Regions from separate parts of the Sus scrofa genome. Here region 2 is linked to region 1. Evidence: chromatin contacts called from public Hi-C data. All regions are on one chromosome and are shown on one strand. The core of a region is the stretch at or near the end of the contact, and the rest is flanking DNA. Distances in the headings are between cores, read along the strand shown.

What was found. A called contact is a pair of places that touch in the nucleus more often than the background predicts.
Region 2: a contact with region 1 is called in a Hi-C map of skeletal muscle, with 2.8 times the contacts expected there. The contact joins the promoter of FHOD3 here to the promoter of RPRD1A in region 1. A contact is called at or near these places in 8 of 47 Hi-C or Micro-C datasets (alveolar macrophages, embryonic fibroblasts, mesenteric adipose tissue and 4 more).

Annotation. Positions count from the first base shown.
Region 1 is chr6:119,832,442-119,835,792 of Sscrofa11.1, forward strand. It overlaps RPRD1A (regulation of nuclear pre-mRNA domain-containing protein 1A), which reads right to left and starts at 1,581. Exons shown (of 7, transcript XM_003356411.5): 1 at 1,256-1,581. The coding sequence starts at 1,406.
Region 2 is chr6:120,034,894-120,038,103 of Sscrofa11.1, forward strand. FHOD3 (FH1/FH2 domain-containing protein 3) reads left to right here and starts at 1,931. Exons shown (of 27, transcript XM_021096278.1): 1 at 1,931-2,251. The coding sequence starts at 2,087.

The DNA.
Region 1 (3,351 bases), core at 331-2,830:
AATACAATACCTGCCTTCTCAAAGTTCACAGCTATTTTCCAGACATTTATATTTGTGTTTCTCAAACCTTTTTGGCTACTTATAGGTGAATTCCTCCATGAGAGCCAATACACATACACTTACATATGAAGTGAAAAACAGAGCTCTACGTCAACTTCTTCTAATGGATCAATCACAAGCAAACACACAAGAAAATGAGTTTGTCTCCATTCTACATAGCCAACGCCACATTTTGGCTCTCATATTAATTTATCATATGGCTTTCTTACGGATCAGTACTTAAACATTTATTTTGATGAAGAACATGTTGTTAAAACCCTTAATTAATAAATAACCATCATATCTGATACATCAGGGTGTTTGAAACAACAATTGAAAGAGCCCACTACCTATACCTAATTAAGAATTAAGGTACAAATCCAGACTAAGCAGACGAAATATTTTAATTTTCAGTCGCGCTATCATACAATCAGTTCTTGGATAAATTGGCTCTGCAGTCATAGCAAAATGATTCTTCTAGATATTTTAGTGACAGCAAGACTACTGCTCGAAAAGTTAACTTCATTTACAGAAACACTATCGAATGCTTTGTAAAATAAAGACACTGCCCCAGAGGCGTATAATCATAGAGCAAGAAAGGACCTTACCTCACTTAATCTAACTCCCTCATTTTCAGGCACTTGCAATTCAGAAATAAAGAAATTTCCCTAATTCAGGTCCTCTAAAATCTACAAATTCAGGATTTTTTCCATTGCATCACGCATCTTATTTTAGGTTTCCCAGCTCTAAACTCTGACTCCTCTATTAATTTTATAAGATTGAGATGATGTGTCACAGAAATAGGTATTTCCCAACCGCATACAGATCTTTTCCTGTGCACATTTCCCAATTTCCCCCCATCCTCCATTATAATGTACACAATTAAAAAACAAAACACCTGACTGCAATTAGGTGCAGAGTCCTGAGCCCCTGGCTACTGTCTCCGCGTTAAATCAACAGAAGTATCGGTTCTTTATTCCTTATTCAACAGCCTACTAAGCGCCGACTTTGCAGGAAGAGCAGCGCACAACACTTCTCCCCGCCCGCAGACCACGGACACCAGGGAGCCCCGGGCGCTCGGTAGTGGGGGTTCGGGGCGGCGGTGAGGTGGGGTCGCTGGGGTAATGGGGGCCTCAAGGAGCAGGGCGCAGGGTTTGGGGGACCTCAGGGACCCGGCCGGGTGGGAGGGAGCGGCAGAAAGGCGAGGCCGTCTTACCTTTCCGCAGCTCCCGCTCCCACACGGTGACGATGGGCCGCGAGTGCTTGCGGTGGTGGATCAGCCACAGGGACAAGGTCTGCACGCTCTGCTGCGAGTTGCTCAACTCCGACAGCTTCTTCTCCAGCGCCGCCTCAGAGAAGGCGGACATCCCTCCGACACCTCGTTCACGCCGTCCCACGCGGTGGGGCTGAGGGGTGGAGAGTTTCGCCGCCCCAGCCGCGGCCTCGCCCCCTCACCCCACCCTTGCCCACGCCCTCAACACTGGGGCCGCCACATCCAAGACCCGCCGGGAACCAGCAAGATGGCGTCTAGCCGGCAGTGATGTCACGGACGACCCACGCCCCGCCCTCTGAACAGAAGCGGCCAAGAGGTGGGACCTCCAAGCGGAAGGGGCGGGGCTGAGCCTAGAGATAGAGAGGCAGTGGGGCGGTACTGCCGAGGTCAAGGCCGGAGAAGGGGCGGGTGTGCCAGGCCTTGAACTCTCCTGCTGGGAGAAAGTATTTCTATCAAGGGGTCTTTAAAAACCTCTACATAGGTGTGTAAATTTGGTATAGCCACTTTGGAAAAGTATTTGGGGTGATATATTACATTTTAAAATATACCTTTCTGGTGACCTTGAGATTTCACTAAGTGCTGTCAGTGCTAGGGAACCCCAGCATGTTTGCCCATGCAGCTGTATGCTAGCTTTATGGTCCAGCTCAGTAACAGCAAAGAGCTGGGACTTTCGCAGCAACTAAATGGCTAAATTAACTGTGATACTTCATATTACAAAATACATGCAGCAGCTTAAAATATTCATAAATCCAATGGTGAATTGGGTTTTTTTTTAAGTTGTAAAAGGAAAACTACAGTATAACATTGTTTTATAAAAGTATACATTTTATATTAATTCATAAGTATGTAAATGCATGGCAAAAGGTCTGGAAAAATACGCATAACATAAATAGTTGTGTGGAGGATTAGAACTGGAACCCTTAAGCTGTGTCTGTATTGTTTTTATTTTTTACAAGAACATATTTATGTATTGTGTAATTTAAAATAGATTTCAGAAATCTCATAACCCAGCACATTTTGACCTTGTACTTGTGTTAACTATGATAAATCACAAAGGACACAGAAAGATGGATACTGTTGTACTCTAATATTAATATAAGAAACTTCAAGATAGGTACACAAGGAATCACAGGAGTTCCTAAACCATCTTTTGAGAAGCACTGTTCCAGAACTTTCACCAAGTAGTCATCGAATATTCCTTTTTACTTGATCATAAGTATCTTCTCTTTCCTTTTTGTTTTTTAAGGGCCACACCTGCGGCATATGGAAGTTCCCAGGCTAGGGGATGAATCAGAGCCTACACCACAGCCACAGAAACACAAAATATGATCCCCATCTGCAACCTATGCCACAGCTTGCAGCACTAACCCACTGAGAGAAGCCGGGGATTGAACCCGCATCCTCATGGATACTAGTCAGGTTCTTAACCCGCTGAGCCAGAATGGGAACTCCAGGTTTTCCTTTCTTAAATTTCACATTAGGCTGTAATGTTCCTAACAAAACAGAAGCAGGCCTCTCAGGATATAAACAATACTCAAAGGCCATTCTGACATTGTAGTAGAATAAGTGAGTCAAGAGTCAAGGCCACCTTGAAACCATGAAAACTACCAATATTCTCTTTTAACTACATCAGTGATTACAGCTGTTTTACCAGTGATAGCTCTAACCCAATCTCAATCCTTTGGCATTCCAGATAAAAATTACCAAAGACCTACCCAATCGCCAAACTGTCTCTCCTTCCTGAACAGAACCCAATCCAGAACAGACTCCTGCTTTCCATAAAGCCTGTTTAGAATCACTAGAATCACCCAGCACAGGCTCTTGTATTAAACTCTTTGAATTCCCGTGTTTTTTTTTTTTTTTTTTTTTTTTTTTTGGCATTTTAAGGCCAAATCTGCAGCACATAAAATTTCTTGGGCTAGCAGTCAAATCAGAGCTGCAGCTGCCAGCCTATACCAGAGCCATAGCCACACAGGATCCGAGGTGCATCTGCAACCTACACCACAGCTCACGGCAATGCCAGATCCTTAACCCCCTAG
Region 2 (3,210 bases), core at 681-3,180, 200 kb after region 1:
CAGGGACCTGTGTGACTGCCCAGTTTGTATGACAGGAAGACAGTCCTGATTCTCTGGGGAAGGAACCCAGGAAAGAAAGAAGAGGGAGGCTGAATCAGTGACAGGGCCTGGTCCCAGCACAACCAGGAAGGGAGGGACTCAGTGTCCAGATGGAGGCAGAGCCTAGAGTAGAGGAAACCTAAGGCTTTTGGTCATCTCCTGAGATGGGGGAGATGGAGGATAGAGATGGAAGGTGGGGAGGAGAGGGTGCTGGAAGGGGAGGACCTCATGCTGATTAAGAGATGGTTTTTCTTTATCCAATAACCTGTGGGGAGAGGGAAGTGGCAAAAGTTTGTGGCAGCCTGAGAGGTGTGGGGAGGCCACACTTCTGGGGAGATATGCCACTGAGAGGGGTTACTGCCAGCAGGCACTTGGCAGATGGGGCAGGAGCAACCACCTAGGGACTGGATAGGTGAGGCCAAGAGAGTGCAGCAAGGAGGCCTCTAAGCTGATGCGTGGGGATTCATGTTGGGATGATTGTGAGAAACAGGGCAGCCAGAAACGGCTGAGGACTCTCTCCATAGGAAGATGAAAATAGTGGTGAAAATGAAAGGGTAGGAGGCCAGGGTCAAAGGAGTGGGATTTGGGAGTTTAGCATTCTGCCCAAGAGCCTGATGACGGGCTTGTCTAAAGGACTCACGCAGAGAGTTTAATAGCAAAAGTAATGAGAGCTAGAAGGTCTGCTGGAATGAGCAGGTGTCATAGATCATCGTTATTTTAAGAGCAAGAGTAAGTGTGCACGTGTGACAGGGAGAGTCCATGGAGAGAGCAGGTTAAAGATGCAGGTGAAGAGTCTAAGTATGGGATGAGGGGTTCGTCTTTTTGAAACCATAAGAAAAGGAGAGAGACACGTTATAGAACCACCTTGTGAAGATGTTGATGTTAAGAGATATCGGGTACATTTCATGAGATCTACTTGATGTATGAGGAGAACAGCAACCTTGGCCATAGCCTGGGAATGGAGGCTATGGAGTTCTCACTGGAAACGAAGGGGGTCACCCTCGAGCAGCAAGGAGTCTCAAGGTTCAGGCCGAAAATCTTCCCTCCAAGTCCTAGATTGCCAGCGGGTCCCTGCAATTCGGTGACCACGCCGGAAGAGACCCCCGCGGCCCCACTAGGTCCATTTAGGGCTTTCAGATACCTAACGGGCTAAGAGGCCGCGGTAATGCAGAGTGTCAACCAGCACCCACCAGGCGGCCCGGGCGCCCAGCCTAGCGCTGGTGTCCCGACCTGCACCCTAGCAGTCCCCCACGCCTCACTTCTGGCGCCCCTGGGCTTGTCTTTTAAGAACAGGTGCCAGATGCCCCCAGCTCACCCTTCTCTTTCTTAGCTTTCTTTTTTTCCCCAAGGGAAATCTCCCCCGGAATCCTCGCCTGGGCTCCAGGTGGATGCCACCACCCCGCTTGCTTGCTGGGGGCCGTCTCCCTCGCCTACTGGGGCCCAGCTGGTTTTCCAAATCCAGGCTGCAGGATACAGGCCGCCGCCGCCTTCATCTGCAGAGTTAAGCCCTCTTCCAGATGGGGAAGAAGCCAGAGGAGGTCCATGCCCCCACCCCGCCTGCACACCCCGGTTTCCAAAGCCCCGAGGGGTGCAGCTCATCCTGGGCTCCCTGGGCCGCGGGGTGCACGTGCAGCCGGCTGCTCAGACAGTGTCCGCGCTGCCAGGGTCTGGCCGCCGGGGGTGGAGGGCTGTCTGCTCCCCGCCGCCAGTGGGCTTGGCGCAGGGCTGCGGATGCTGCGCGAGCAGTTCTCCCTTTCCAGTTCCCGGCGGCGGGTCGCGTGGGTCTCGGCAAGCCGCAGGCGCTAGGAGGACGGAGGAGGGGAGGAGCCGGAGAGCGAGGGGAAGGAGGGGGCCCGACAGCCCCGCCCCCGCCCCGCCCCGCCCCCCGCGGCCGGAGCCCGGGCTGCAGCCAGGCGCGCCGGAGCCTGAGAGCCCGCGAGCCAGCGAGCGCCGGCCGCGGCCTCCCCTGCTCGCGGTGACCCCAGCGTCCCGGCCCGCGGCCCCGCTGATTCCGGGGCCCGCGCCCCCTCCGGGGCAGGGATGCATCATGGCCACGCTGGCTTGCCGGGTGCAGTTCTTGGACGACACGGACCCTTTCAACAGCACCAACTTCCCGGAGCCCAGCCGACCGCCGCTTTTCACGTTCCGCGAGGACCTCGCGCTAGGCACCCAGCTGGCCGGGGTCCACCGGCTGCTGCGGGCGCCACACAAGGTAGGGCCCGGCGGGGCGGTCTAGGACCCCTGGACTCAGCCCCTGCTGCGGGGTGGGGGGGTCCGCTGGGGTAGGGGAGCCGCAGGCAAGCTGGGCTGGTCGCGGCGGGAGGACAAGCGCCCAAGGGCAGACCTCCCCCACCCGGTTAGGCAGAGGGGTCCCAGCACCTGCAGGCTGGTGCGGGATCTCCCCGGCCAGCAAGGAGGACTGCCTCGCGTTCCGGTCCAGAGCGGAGAGGGGGGAGGGCGGGGCCGAACAGGTGCCGCGCGGGCCGGAGGCGGGATGGAGAGGTTCCCCGCACCGCGCCGTTAGCTTGGGCCGAGGAGGCGGAGTGGGGCCAAGACCGGCCCCGAGCCGCGCTCGGAAAGAACCCGGGCCCAAGGGGCTCAGGTCCCTCGGAGGAGAGCCCTGAGCGATGCCCTGGACAAAATCTCTCAGGCCTCTGAGGCCAGTGAGGGCGGCCGCGCGGCCCTGGCGACAAAGCACGCTTCCCAGCAACACCTCTTCTTCCTCCCCTGGGAGGCACCGCGGAGGACGCGGCTCGCGCTGCGATAGTGTTCCGAGTGGCCCCCTTTTCTTAGAAGCAGGTGGCCTTGGGAAGCTTGGAGGGGCAGTCGTTTCATGCGAGGAGGGGCCGGGGCACGGAGGGGCCGCGCGCGCACAAAGCCTGAAATGAGTGTCCCCTGGGAAGAATGGATTCTTAGTCCACCGATAGAGTTTTTGTTTTTTTTTTAACCCTTTTCAGGACAGGCATCTTGCAAAGTGTGTGTTGCAAAAGAGCGCGGCATTGAAAGCTAACCATTTAGTTGCCCAGGAGAACCCTTCCTCCCACTTAAACAGGGTGACTGCACCTTAAAAAATTACTTCCCTGATACATTTTTTTTTTTTTTTTTGCTTAGGGTTCATATCAAAGCTTGTGGATGATTTACTCTTCTTTGAGGACCAACATAGATAAATAT